Regions from separate parts of the Rattus norvegicus genome. Here region 2 is linked to region 1. Evidence: chromatin contacts called from public Hi-C data. All regions are on one chromosome and are shown on one strand. The core of a region is the stretch at or near the end of the contact, and the rest is flanking DNA. Distances in the headings are between cores, read along the strand shown. Region 1 overlaps Ptprm (protein tyrosine phosphatase, receptor type, M). Region 2 overlaps Ptprm (protein tyrosine phosphatase, receptor type, M).

Region 1 (7,325 bases), core at 1,680-4,179:
GTATGGTCTCCCTCATCTAGAGCACCATACACGTGTATAAACCACAGGCTGTGGAACCCACCCTCTGCCTGTTCTCGGTTCTCTGTGTGAGTGACTTTTTGTTCATTTGTGTTTTTATGTTTCTAAATAATTTGTACAGATGTGTTTTCTGTATCTGTGTCTTTGTGTCTACCGAATGTATGTGGTGTTATGGAGGTCAGAAGATGGTGTTAGGTTCTTTCTGAGAGTTGGTGACACAGGCAGTTGTGAGTTGCCTACATGGGTGCTCTGATCTAAACTTATATCTTCTGGAAGATCCAGAATGCTCCTAGCTGCTGAGCCGTATCTCCAGCCCCTGCCGTGTGCCATTGAGATGGGGGTCTCACTATGGATTGAGTTCCGCAGGCTGGCCTAGGGGGTCTCACTAGGGACTGAGTTGCCCAAGTTGACTCAGAAGTGAACATACTCCTTCCTCAGACTCCCTGGGACTGGAGACATCTGCTACCATGCTCAGCTCTCTGTGAGAGCCTCAGTGTGTATCTCCTCTGAGAAATCATTTGAATTTTCAAAAGATTTTAGAATATCATTTTTAAGATTTTCTTCCTACCTACAGAACAAATAAATACTGAGATATTCACAAAGTGGTGTGCTTCTCCTGAGAGGAACTCTCAAGGGGGAAAACCGGGTATAACCCCTTTTCCCAGTATTAAACATTGTAACCCCAGCTGATGACCATCCCTGTGCAGTCTCCCCACCACACCATCACCCCCACACACACCCCCACCCTCACCCCCACCCCCACACACACCCCCACCCCCCCCACACCCCCACCCCCACCCACACACACCCCCACCCACACACACCCCCACCCCCACACATACCCCCACCCCCACCCCCACACACACCCACACCCCCACCCACACCCACACACACACCCCCACCCCCACACACACCCCCACCCACACCCACACACACACACCCACACACACCCCCACACACACCCCCACACACCCCCACACACACCCCCACAAACACCCCCACACACACCCACACACACACCCCCACACACACCCCCACACACACCCCCACACACCCCCACACACACCCCCACAAACACCCCCACACACACCCACACACACACCCCCACACACACCCCCACACACCCCCACACACACCCCCACAAACACCCACACACACACACACCCCCACACACACACCCCCACACACACCCACACACACACCCACACACACACCCACACACACACCCACACACACACCCACACACACACCCACACACACACCCACACACACACCCCCACACACACCCCCACACACACCCCCACACACACCCTGGCTCACTGTTTCTGAGTGTGGGTGGGAGATTCTGCAGGTTTCCTGGCGTACAGGATCCTGGGACCAGACAAACATAGATAATGAGATTGTTTACTGAGCAAATATTTCTTAGGCAAATACTATCCTCAGCCCTCTGACTTATGCACGCTTCTGGAAGCTCACAGCCACCTAAAATCTACCTTAAATTTTAAAAAATCGCCATTTGGCAGAAAAAGTAAGGAAATCATTTAATCCAGGAATCTATAAAACAACCCTGAGATGCTAAATTATTTGTTAAAGACCTTTGTGATTTAAAAAAAATTACAAAAATTAATCAGCACATTCTTTTTTTCAAGCAAATTGAAACAGCAAAGTCAAGTGATGTTTTCTACCCATACTCAGCAAGCCATCAGGGGAATGAATCAAAAGTGGGATCATCTCTGTTCTGCTCCGTCCTGGTTTAACTAATAGAAACTGGAATTGGATCCGGGCTATGGCTCAGTGGTGGAATGGGATGCCCAGGGATTCAATCCATGGCGTCAAAACAAAACGGAAACAAAAGCAGGCTAGCACCGATCAAATGTCTGAGATCCTCCCGTTCAGACCCATGATGGAAGGAAGAATAATGTATTGTTGGTCATAGCATGAGGGATTCAGTTCTAACCTGTCAGCGACCTGAGGGCCTAACTCTAAAATGCTTAGTTTGAGGGGAAAATACATGTTAAACTGTTCCAGCCATTATTTGTTTCTACTGGTTGCCTCTCGTCTCCTGGCTAAAGGTTTTAGGAGAAAAACTAACCGGTTTTATTTATTTGAATTCAAGTCTGTGATTGCCTCACCCGGCCTCAGCTAGGGAGTAATTCTCTACATGTGAGGCCATCTTCCATTCTTAAGGTGACCACTCTTCTGTGTCTTCCCATTAGGGTACACCCTGAGGCATATTTTCTCCGTGATTTTTTGAAATACATAAGCAGTGCTTGCTGTTTGGATACTTTGTGGACCGTGGAGAATTAAGGGGTGGGACCCAGTAGTTGAGGAAGGATTTCTGGTCACATCGACACCAGCAATGCTCATGAAGTCTTCTTGTGCGTCCTCTTTCTGCCTCCTCCTGCCCTCTGTTGCTACTGTAGAAGACTAGATGCATATGCTGGGAGGTTGTATGGGACAGAATCAGTCTCTTAAGATAGCAACATCTGCAGTTCCCAAGGCTAACTAGCGGTATTAAAGGCTGATGACGTTCGTGAGAGATTTGATCTTTCAGCTTAAAAGTCTTGAAAGAAAAAAGCCACTCTTTAAATCAAAGGCCTCTACTCAGTGTATATGCAAATAAATAGTTAAAGAACAAGAGAGAAAAATGTTCTCTATCCCAGTGCCATAAACGCGTTGATTCCAAATTTCAATAATCAGCCATGCTATTTCTTTGTATTTTAAGGTTTAATAATGTGGTTGGTTGACAGAGGAAAAATCGAGAACTGTTCTTTTTGACTTCCCGTGGCTCTGGCTGAGGATGCTGCTTTTCCTGGCTCCAAAGTTTTGCAGGCTTTGGGGGAAAGTGCTGTTGCTGGAAGCCCTGCCTGTCTCCTTTACATGAACTCCATGGTAACGCTCATGCGCACAGAGCCCGCTGACCTCACTCCCTTCCGCTGCCAGAATGTTTGTTCAGACAGCACTCACAGAGAATAGAAAAAGATTCAAGAGCTTAGCCTGCCCACTCGCAGGTTGGAGTCTAGAATGGAGAATCAAGAATAATAGAAAACGCTTGGGAATAGTACAAGGAGAAAAGTCTGGTGACTGATCCTGAACAGCGAACTAGCTGAAAAGGTTCAAGTCATTCAGCAGAACTGTCCCTGCTGTCACAAGCCTAGCAAGCCGGAAACTTTGGGTGTGAGCCTCAAAGGACCTACAGGGCAGAGGGAGAAAGGGTGTTTCATATGACAGTGTGTCTGCAGTAGCCTGCCACTGCAGGGTGGTTTGTGCCCTGGCGTTGGCGTTGGGGACACTTGCAGTCCATCCTCCTAAAGGATGTAGTGAGAAGACCAGGTGAGGTTTCACAGTAAGTAAACCAGTTCAAATCTGGTGAGATTTAAAGAAAGTACCGGTTACCTGCTTAGGCTGGAATCTTGGTTTTATGACCAAGGAGTTAGGAAACTGAATAAATCTGCTTTAGCTGTTTCATTTTTGCCTCGCTTTTCTTTCCAGCCGCCTGCGACGTGTGAATGATAACTTTGTATCCCTCCTGTTTTGAAGGGTAGTTTATTTACTTTGCTAGGGTGAATGAGAGAAAGTGGGGCTTGAGACTAGCTCTTTGCCAGTGTTTTTCTTGACTTCCTTTTATTTTAATGAACCTGAACCGGCTCCTTGAATGTAAAACTACTTTATGTTCCTGCTAAGAGCCAAACATTCCGTTACCTGAGGCAGATTAGAACAGGTCACCGTTCTCCATGCTGCTTCTGCTCCATCCTGAAATCAGCACTACGGGAAGCCATGGGACTGTCCCTTAGATGGGTTTTATAGTCACAGTTCCCCAGGATGATATGCAATGTGGACACAGAATGATCTAGAATAAATGACTTTAAGATTCGCTTGTAATTTCGAAGGCAACCTCTGCCGTTTCCTCTGGTTGATATTCTTACGAAGTTACTTTCCCCCCAAACTTGTCACATTGTTTCCCTCTGGAAACTGTTCAGTGACTTCTTGTTTCTTAAGCTGAGCATCAAATATCATTCTCACCCATGAGCATTTCCCTAAATTCTAGTATCATCTTTAGTATTTTCTGTATGAAATTTCTTTTCCCCGTCAACAGTGATGCAGAGACATCAAAGATCATATATGTCCCCACCCCCCACCCCCAGCATCCTGATTTTGCTGTCAGTGGTCTCACCTCCCAGAGTCCCTCTTCATTCTTAGAGACCCAGTGCAAGAAGAACAGCGCCAGAGGTAGAAAAGGAGGTCAGCAACCCCACGGGTAATGCCCGGGCTGAGCGGCAGAATGGCAGGCAGCACGTGGCAAATGGAAAGGGTCTGAGATGCTGCCCTCAATGATGCTGGCAGAGCAGGAGCAGGTATTCAAAGAGCAGAGGTTAAGGTTAGGCATGGTCAAAGGTAGAATTGTCTTGACCCCCAAGGCAGGAACACAGAGGGTGAGAATGGCTTTAAAGCTTAGGGCCAAAGGAAGAAGCACACAGGGCTTGCCTTGCATCAGGTTCTCTCTATTGACTTGTAGACAGAGATTATATATAAACCCTTGGAAATGAAAGGTGCAAGACAGGGTCAGCCTTCATGGGAAAACCAGATACCAGAGGAAAAAAATATAACCACAGCCTCTTTGGTGGGGGCGTTCAGTGCTTGGCATGGAACCTACAGCCTTCTGCGCGCCACTGAGCCACATCTTCAGTCCCAGAACAGCATAGCCAGTGTGAGCACTTGGTTTAAAATTAAAGATGTGAAGGGGAAGGACTGGAAGGAAGGGGGCATCTCTGAACAGCCCAAGCCAGACAGAGTCCTTTCCCCTAACTCAGTGCATTTAAAAAAAAATTAGTTCGATGTAAGTAAATCCAACTGAACTCGAAAGTCTGTGTCTAATGCGGTCAGTTTACTATTGGAATATTGAGACTGAGAAGCAAGAGATGGTTGGTTTAGGTGACATTACGCAGGAAGATGGAGAAGTCTAGTCACCAGCGACTCGGGCTGGGGAATGGAATGGGCACGGTGGTTGATAGTGGAAAACACAGATGAAGTAGTGAGATCCCAAACTTCTGGAGCAAGGAGACCTCTTCCAGGACAGGGAAGTCAGGAGAGTATCTCTGAGAGGAAAGACCGGCAGGGGTTTTTCCTTCATTGGATCCTCATGGCTATCCTAGCAGGCTTTATGCCACAGAAATATCCGTGCCTTACCACATCTTTCCCCTTTGATCTGGGCCAGTTTTAGAGTCTGGTTGACAGTTTCTACTGAGTTTGTCCCTAATTCTCTGCTCCATGCCGAGCCCCGGAAACAGTGAAACTGGTGTCAAGGATTCCCTATGCAAGTTTCCCGTCTGCGTCAGTCAGTTACTATTGCCCTGACGAGATGCCATGAGGAAAAGCCGCTTGGAGAGGAAATGGTTTACTCTGCTCACAGTTCCATATCACAGTTCATCATCAAAAGCAGTGAACACAGCAACCCAAGCAGGGCAGGAACCAGGAGGCAGGAGCTGATGCAGAGGCCACGGAGGGGTGCTGCTCACTGGCTTTCTCCTTATGACTTGCTCAGCCCGCTTTCTTGTGGAACCCAGGACCACCAGTGCAGGGATGGCAGGACCGACGGTGGGCTGGGTCCTCCCACATCAATCACAAATTAAGAAAATACCCTCAGGCTTGAATCCAGCACTGTCTTGTGAAGAAGGCATTTCCTTAATAACAAAGGTTCCCTCCTCTCAGGTGACTTTAGCTTCTGTCAAGTTGGCATAAAACTGGAGCACACCATCTTAATTAAGAAGCACAAAGGTCAACGTTATAGGGATTTTTATTTTCCCTGTTGGAAAATAACTGCTCACAGAAATGACCCCAGGTAATGTACTGGGTTTGTGGGTATGCAAGAGACTTGGGAACCTTAAAGTACCTTGTGCACAACATAACTCAGAGTCCTTCAACACCATTCATTTTAGAATAAAGGCATCCAGAATCTTCCAAAGAAGATCAGGCATGGTCAGCGCTGGTCCTAACGTCACAGTGCTGCAGCAGACAGGCAGAAGGGAGGAAATGACAAAACTGTTCTTGTGCTAGCTTCTGCTCTGACTCAAGTCTCCATCCTTCAGAGCAGCGGTTCTGAACCTGTGGGTCAAGGTCCCTTCAGGAGTTCATCGACCCCTTCACAGGGGTCATCTAAGACCTCTGGAAAACACAGGTCTTTACCTCATGAGTCATGCCAGTAGCAAGATTACAGCTATGAAGTAGCCAAGAAAAATAGTTTTCATGGAGGTCACCACAAGAAGAGGAACTGAATCAAAGGTTGATTGCCACTGCTCTAGAGGGTAGGGATGTGTGCTGAACACACTTTTCTTTCCGTGCCTGATTCTGCCCTCTGTTACCTGCTCAGGTAACCACAGTGACCCGCATGGGAAAACACCACTATGCAAAGGCATTGATCTTTCATTGATCTTCAGTGAATTCTCGAAAATTTCAAAACAGCAGTTAGACCCCTGGCAGGTTATGCTGGGGCACACAATCTTTGTTGGTCCCTACAGCTCTAGGAAACAGTGCCTCTCAGTGTTGATCTCAGGTTTGGTAGTAGCTGTACAAATGCCTGTCCTGTTTCCTCAAACTCCGATGGATGGCTGAACTGGGGAGATTTTCTCTGAAATGCTTCTTCGCTCCTCCTGGGATCTCTTGCTGGCATCCCAGAGCCTTCTAATAGTGTTATCTTTGTTCTTTGTGGGAACACCTCTGTCATTTTGGGAAGCTCTTTGTCTCAGCCCAGGGAAGGATTCTTCGTCCAGTGTGTCACTCGAACATATCGGCTTTCATTCTGCCAGTATAGGCCAGCAGAAACCACACAGAGCTGGACATGGCGCTGCGGCAGCCGCCACCCTTTTGTTGTTGTGAGTGGAGGCCTTTGTGGGACATAGATGGAAGTCACTTCCTCTGTGTTGTAAGTGGAAATAAAGGTGCTGTTAAATATTCAGCAGCACACCCGTGCGCACACACACACACATACACACACACACACACACACACACACACACCCCTCCAAAAAAAAAAAAAGGCAACTCGAAATTCATATTAATGCTAGAAAAGCCCACTTGCAGTGACCTAAATTCTGAATTAACTCCTTCAGTTTGGAATTACTACCTGAGTCATGCTGTCCCCGACTCCAATCCCTGTGAAGGCATAGATGCCACCAGTTCAAGGCTGCAGGACCGACCGGTGGGTGTGGACATCGGCAGTTTGGAGACGGAACTCCGTTTCAGCTTCTAAAAGTTTCCCTGTACTTTCCGAAGCATCAAACTGTAGGAGTTGTAACACTCTAATTACAGCGA
Region 2 (7,325 bases), core at 2,194-4,693, 140 kb before region 1:
TTCTTTCTTTCTTTCTTTCTTTCTTTCTTTCTTTTTTCTTTCCTTCCTTCCTTCCTTCCTTCTTCCTTCTTTCCTTCCCTCTTCCTTCCTTCTTTCCTTCCTTCTTTCTTTCCTTCCCTCCTCCTTCTTTCCTTTCTTCTTCCTTTTGTCTCCCCTCTTTCTTCCTTCTTTTTTCTTCCCTTCTTCTTTCCTTCTTTCTCTTCTTTTCTTTCTTTCTTTTTTCTTTCTTTCTTTCTCCTCTCTTTCTTTCTTCCTTTCTTCCTTTCTTTTAATAGGACCACACTGAGTCCGATTGATCCTTGATTAATCTTCTCTAAATGCATATAGATACGGGAGCATCTGCAGGAGCTGAGCTAAACACAAACATGGGCCATACCCTTAAAGAAAACTGACTTTTCCACCCCTAAAAGCCACTGAAAATCACCCTCAGCTAGAGGTATGGCCATATGAGCCCCTCCACATCCTTTCTGGACTGTTGTCTGCCTAGATCTGCGTTCTAGAGGCCATGAGGTCAAGAGGTCATGAGGTTAAGATGTAATGATGTAATGGTCCTGTCAAAACTGTGTCCTCTGGGATGTGGCAGGCCCACTCTACCCCTGATGCCACTTTAGGATTTAATATTTGGGTGGAAACTGTCTTCCCTCCCCTCAGTTGTCTAAGAGACAACAGAAGTAAGAAAGAAGCCACTGTGGTATGACTACCTGGCTGAAGGATACAGAGGTAAAGGGAAGAATCCCCGTTTGTCTTCTTAAAGGAATGGCTCAGAAACAGGAAGAGTTACAAGAAACAAAAGCAAGGGGATCCCCAAAGCTGGCTCTCTGACCACCAGAGCCTGTTCAGAGGAAGGAAACAGAGAAAGTGTCAAGTCGCAGGAAGTCAAGACCCAACCTCTAGGAACAGGGCTATGTAGTAATGTAGATAAAACCTCCACAAACTCTCTGGGGGGCATCCTTGGAAGAACCAGTGGAGGAGGGTATGATAGCTCATGCATACAATCCTAGTAGTACCTGGAAGGCAGAAGCAGGGTGATTACCATGAGTTCAAGGCCACCCTGGACTACATAGTAACTTTCAGGCTAGTCTGTGCTACAGACCAAGATTCTGTCACATAATGTTTTTCTTTCTTTTCTTTTATCTTCTTTCCTTCTTTCTTTCTTTCTTTCTTTCTTTTTTGTTGTTTTGGGATTTTAGTTTGTTTTTTTGAGATTGGATTTCTCTACGTAGAGATAAGATTTCTCTGTGTAGCCCTGGCTATCCTGGAACAAAGTCTGAAGATCAAGCTAGCCTCGAACTCAGAAATCTGCCTGCCTCTGCCTCTCTAGGACTGAGATTAAAGGTGTGCACCTTCTCCACCCCACTTACTATCAGTCAAACACATGACCAATGAAGGACTGGTAACTGCTGACTCTTCCTGATCTGTTGGGAATTGTAAGGAGGGTTTAGAATCACTTTTGGAAGTTTTCCTAGTCACATAAGTGATCTTGGAAAGCCCCCCTCTTGCACAGGGGGAGAGGAGAGAACCATGACAGAGTGTGTGACTCTGAGGAGGCCTCTGCTGGTTCTGCTTTCTTCTCACTTGGAGGTGCTCAGCGTGTGGAAACACTGTGCTTTTAGGGCTTCACCTTCTGAGCTTCAACAAATGCCTTGGAGAAGCTGCGCGAGTTCAGACAAAGAAGGAAAGTTGGCATTCTGGAGATGGGCTGCATTTAATATGCTAACTGCCTGGAAGAACGGAGTTCCCAACTCTGTACATATTTTGATCACCGAAGGCGTATTCCCTAAAGCATCCTCCCTAGTTAAAGCCGTTGGCACCAAGACAAGGGTAACTCAGGTATGTTCAATATTTGAGGGTCAGAGTAACCAGCAAGTGTCCTGCATTTAGACATCTCCTGTTACCCACCTGGCCGTCAAGGAACCGAGTGCACCCCGCCTTTCTGACTTGCCCACTTCTCTGAGGCCTGATCTGTAGTCACTGCTGGATCCACAGACAACAGGTCTCATCCGTGAAAATCTAGGGCTAAGTACTGCCCCCGTGCCCTTCTGACAGCAGTGACTTTTGTCCCCTGTTCAAGCTCCCCATGGCTATCCCGAGATGATGAACAGACCACTGGTGACTTAGACAGTCGGCCGGTACATGCTCTGGACTCCTGATGTGTGACTGAGAACTTTCATTAGCCTCACACTCTTCAGCCCTCTACCTTTCCAGAGGAGCCATGTTGAGAACCCGAGGGGGAAAAACCCCCTCCTTCTTCACCATCACCTTCTATTCTCATCTCTTCTCCCCTCTTCTCCTCTTCATGTCTTCTTTCTTTCAGTGTGTCTTCATGTAGCCCAAGATGGCCACAAAACGGTGCTCTTCCTGCCTCAGCCCTGCAAGTGCTGGGATTACTGGTGTGTGCTACCATTACTGGTGTGTGCTACCATTCCCAACTGTCTCTCTCCCTTGCGTGCCTGGGTGAACCTGATCTGTTGCATCAGGAGCTGTGGTCTGGGACTCTGGCAGCAATAGGATGGCCCCTAGCCCATAGGGTAATGTGAGTCTGTCTGCTCTTCAGTTAGCAGCATGGGACATACTGCTGTGGTGGCTTTAACCTCACTGCTAAGCCATGCGGCAAACTATTTGTGTAGTTGGTGGTGGTTTTGATAGACGTTTGCTATGTACTATGCTGTGTGTGTGTGTGTGTGTGTGTGTGTGTGTGTGTGTGTGAAAGAGAGAGAAAAATCTTTTAGCATTGAAAGAAAAAAAAGTGCTTTATTGCTGATTTTGTCTCCGTTTTGTCAGAGTGTTTTCTTCCTTCTTTTTCTGTCTTACTATTTTTCTCCTGTCAGTAACTAGAGGGCCATTCCTGTCAGCGAGGTGCATTTTGAACACAGGCATTTCTGTTTTCCCATCTAATGACTAAGATTAAAAGCCCTGCCTGGCTGTTAATAATAAAAACAAAACATGCTCTAAACCATGGTTATCACACAGTTAACTCTCTTGGCATGCGGCAAGAGGAGAAAGTCGACACTGTCTCTGGGATCTTGGCCTCTGCTTCTGACCAAGGCTGTGAATGAGTGAATTCTGTCCCAATGGAATCGTGCTTGGGAGCGGAAGCTCTGTTGAGGGTACCGCTGAGCTCTGGCTGAGGCTGGGGGATGAATGGTAACACTGTTGCGTTTCACAGATGTTGTTCTTCTCAGACCTCTGCTCAGCATTTACAAGTGTCTGTGTGCTTCTTACTGTGGGGGGAGATACAGGCTTTCTCCCTCCTGGGTGTGTAGAGGGCATGGCACAGTACATGTTGAGTGACCGTCCCAACTGTTGTGTCCAGAGTTTCTGTCCAGATATTGAGGGAGGAAATTGACTAGAAAATAGTGGCCAGCAGCCAGAATTCGGCACGACAGTGTTCTAAATTTAGTGCCAGTTCGCTAGAGAGAATAGAGGAGGCTTGTTCAGACTGGTTTCCTTAATGATGGGTCGACCCATCCAGGGCCCCAGAGCAGAGTCACAGAGGAGCTAAGTGATGTTTACATGTTCAAGCAAAATCCAGTAATGCCTGCCCGGAAGCTTAGCGGTTTAATAAACAGAATAGCCAATGGCCGAGCATTTAGTTAGACTGAGTTGCAAAATCACTTTGAAGGACACCATTGGGCTGTTTCCACCCTGAGGGACTGTTGAAGGACTTCCCAATGCTCACTTTACATCCAGGTGTTTGGGGCTAACAAGGATGATACAAACAGATGTCCACGGGCCTCCATGGGTTTAGGAACTGGCACTGCCTCTGTTCCTCCCCGATGCTGCAGACTCAGACTCGGTCTCTGCCTTGGTCACACTACTTATCCATATGTCCTGAGCAAAGACCTGTAACATCCCGGGGGTGGGCAGACAACAGTAAACGGAATGGACAGGAATTCCTGAAGCTCAGTTGTTTTCAGGAGTAACACCCAATGGGTAATAATTATGGGTATTTATTATGTTCTGGACATTGTTCTAAAGGCCCTGTGTATATCCATTCATTTAATCATATTAATGAATGAATCCTGGGAAGATTAACTGCTCTGTTTACCTGTGTGGTTTAGAGGCAACTCCAGCCCACCTGATACTCTTCCTCACTGGCTAACATCACCAACCTAGCACTGGCCAGAAACTCAGGTTCAGGAGCAGTACTGGAATCTCTGTGGGTACCCATGTAAGACTCCCTTCATAGTCGGAAACTGCTACACAGTAGCTTCTCACTTCACCTGCTCTGATCCGAGTCTTGGCTCAATGTCTCCATCTTCATCTCCCTGCGTGAGATTTACATTTCATAACATTTGCAAGCTATGGAGAATTTATATCTAGTGGCATCTACGGTAGCAAAATGTCTAGCATTACTTTGGGATGCTTCGTGGTGACGTGCCTTTCTAGGTCTGCTCGCCGGGTACAGCATGCTGAGGTAGGGGTAATCTTCCCATGCTGCCACAGTTGTTTCTGAGCATGGTGAAGAATGTCTAGCTTTCAGCAGAGCTGGGCTGGGATGCTGCATGTTGCTAGTTTGAAATCGTGAACCTGGTGTAGGGGAGTGGTTCCATGTACTGTGGTCTCACTTTTCTCCTTGAGAAAGCGGAAGCTAGTAAGTTTGAGATATTGGGGTACCAGGCTAGAGAGATGGCTCAGCGGTGAAGAGAACACACCATTCTTGCCGAGGACCCAAGTTTGGCTTTTGACACCAACATCAGACACCTCACAACCACCTATAACTCTAGGTTTAGAGGATCTGATGCTTTCTGGCCTCTGCGAGCATCTGAACACACGCGTATGCACACTTATACACACATACAAAGGTACACAGTCACACAACTAAAAATAAAGTGTTTTTTTTATATAAAAGAAGAAAGTATTTTATGAAAGAAGAAATTCAAAGTATTGGTTGGTTATAGCAAAAGGTATTTTCATAACATAGACAAATGCATGCTGCTAGTCTCTTTCCAAGTAATACAAGTAACTAAAAGTTCACTGTGGAAGACAAAACATAGAGCAAAACTGAAGCCACCCCCCTCTTCCTGCACGCAGGCCAGATTCTACCTCTTCAACGTTGCCAAATATTAGCTGGGTGGGCGGATCATTGTGGCTGCATCCTGGAGTCCGGTAGAGTAAGCCCCCATTCTTTGTTAATACAGAGACAAAGAGAGGCTCATGGTTATCTCTTAATGGTAAAACCAAGTAAGCTCAGGGCCCCCATCAGCTCCGGAATCCTCAGCAGTCTGTCTGCTGCCTTCTCTTTCCCAGCCCTGGGACTGGCTTCTCGAAAGGTACCTGGGGCCATATCGTGTTTCTTAATTTTCTATAGACATCGACTTGGTAATAGAGGTGACAAGAAAGGCGCACCACTACCACCTCTTTGCTGCTGTGCCTGCCATGGCTGTCGTCTGTCTTCCAGTGCTCAATCCCCATTCTTTTTGCTTCAGAAAAGCACATCATTGAGGTTAGTGACTGTGCCTCATCTTCCATTGTGTGCATGGGAACTAGCAAGTGCTCCATAAGGGTTCTGGCATCTCCTTTGGGTAAGTGCTTTACTCCAACACATCAGGGCTCACATTTGGGTACAGATGAGAAATCTCGGATTGTAGGGCACAAACCAGAAAGGAGTTAAACCTCCCCGCAAATGCTCAGGGCTGTCTTCTTCCTCAAGGCTGGTGGGTAGGGCCTTCCTGCTTTATCTGTGATCTTCGATCTGAGCACATGCCCACTTCTGTATTTACATATCTGTAGTGGAGAAGCGCTGTGATTGGCTGGAGCGAAGAAGCATGTTTTTCTCACAATAGTGGCTGTCATTGGTCACCACTCGAAGGCAGTGTACTGCACAGGGCATCTGCCTAATGCTGCTTTCAGGGGAGTTAGATGGAGTTAGACTGTAAGAAACCTGTTACCCAGTTCATTGAGACAATTGAATCCTCATTTTGTAGTATTTGCAAAGTTTTGTAAAAGGCAAGTGTGTGTGTGTGTGTGTGTGTGTGTGTGTGTGTGTGTGTATTGTACACATGCATACATGCAAATATTGAATGTTTATGCTCAATCCTAACTCAGTTTCTGAAATCAAATGATTAAGGGACCTGAGCTTTAAAAGCTCCATGCCTCTCTCATGGTTTTTGAATAGCTGGGTCTAGTAGCTATTGAGTTATAATTTCTTATATTTTTGGTTGTGAGCCTAGCCTTTAACGGCTGAGCCATCTCTCCAGCCCGAGTTATAATTTCTAACAACAAGGAACATTATCAATCAGAAGGAAACTTGAAAGCCCAAAGCAGCAAGAGGAGTAGGCTTTCCCAGTCAGGCTGTATAAGGTAACTCTGCAGCACGTGTTTGACTATGCCAAGTCTACTTCTCCATTGAAGAATGGAAGGTTCTTCAAGCGTATGAGTAATGCTGAGCTTCAGAAGAAGCGATGTGAGATCATCGCACCTCATCCTTTAGCAGGGATGCTGTTTTACTTGAGTAGAGTAAGTCACATTCTGAAAGAACCTGAGAATCCCTAGCATGTGAGCACCACCCCCTAGGTGCATCAGCCTCAGGCAGGCACAGCCAGGATGTTTTTGGGTGACTGCAATGCCAGGTGAATTAAAAACCCGGGGTCAGAAAGAGATTCATAGTGGTCCAAACAAACATGACTTTATCCATGGTGGAATATTCCTGGTTTATGGCAAATGATTGTCAAAGACTTCAGGAGGTTCCTGAAACCACCCGGCCTACCATGCCAATGGCTTTTGCTTGTTTACAATCTCTGAATAGTTATGGGGAAGAGTAACTCAGAGGCAGGCATAGGAGAGCTGACTCAAGATGGCTATACTCAAGATGGCTGTACTCAAGATGGCGACATTCATGTCAAGTTGAATGGACCAGGAAGGAATGAAGCACTGTGTGCGTGCGTGTGTGTGTGTGTGTGTGTGTGTGTGTGTGTGTGTGTGTGTGTGTGTGTGTGTATGTGTCTAATAAAGAAACAAATGCTGGGCGCCAACTAGGGAAGTTGCCATATATAAGTAGCCATGCTGGCGTCATAGACTTCTACTGCTCTTGACAGACAAGTGAGGGCATGGATGTAAAGGTGTATAAGAAAGATAAATAAATGTTGCCCTAAGGAACACTCGCATGTCTTTTCTTGTCTGTCCTTTAGTAAGTTCAGGTAGGTCACATTTAGTCTTGCCAATTCCTGCAAGATCAAATGTGCATGTTTACCGTAAATACCAAACCGCATTTTGAATCAAAATGAAGTGGTTCCCAGATTATCTCCGATGTGCATTATTGGTACTATTTTTATCATAAATAATGGAAAAATGAATAGAGATAATGATAATAGTGATGTTTGTGA

What was found. Hi-C and Micro-C count contacts between places; a contact is called where the count stands out from the background.
Region 2: a Hi-C map of Schwann cells shows a contact between it and region 1, with 2.0 times the contacts expected there. The contact joins two enhancer-like sites.

The regions. Positions count from the first base shown.
Region 1 is chr9:114,419,280-114,426,604 of GRCr8, reverse strand. The region is part of intron 7 of Ptprm (protein tyrosine phosphatase, receptor type, M); the gene reads left to right. Among named protein-coding and RNA genes, the nearest start is that of Ptprm, 370 kb to the left of the region's middle. Within about 2 kb of position 2,929, at least 64 of the 93 cell types and tissues checked have an H3K27ac peak or open chromatin away from gene starts, as enhancers often do. A contact at or near this core is called in Schwann cells, where this site is marked.
Region 2 is chr9:114,557,174-114,564,498 of GRCr8, reverse strand. All of the region lies in intron 2 of Ptprm (protein tyrosine phosphatase, receptor type, M), which reads left to right. Among named protein-coding and RNA genes, the nearest start is that of Ptprm, 230 kb to the left of the region's middle. Within about 2 kb of position 3,443, at least 47 of the 93 cell types and tissues checked have an H3K27ac peak or open chromatin away from gene starts, as enhancers often do. A contact at or near this core is called in Schwann cells, where this site is marked.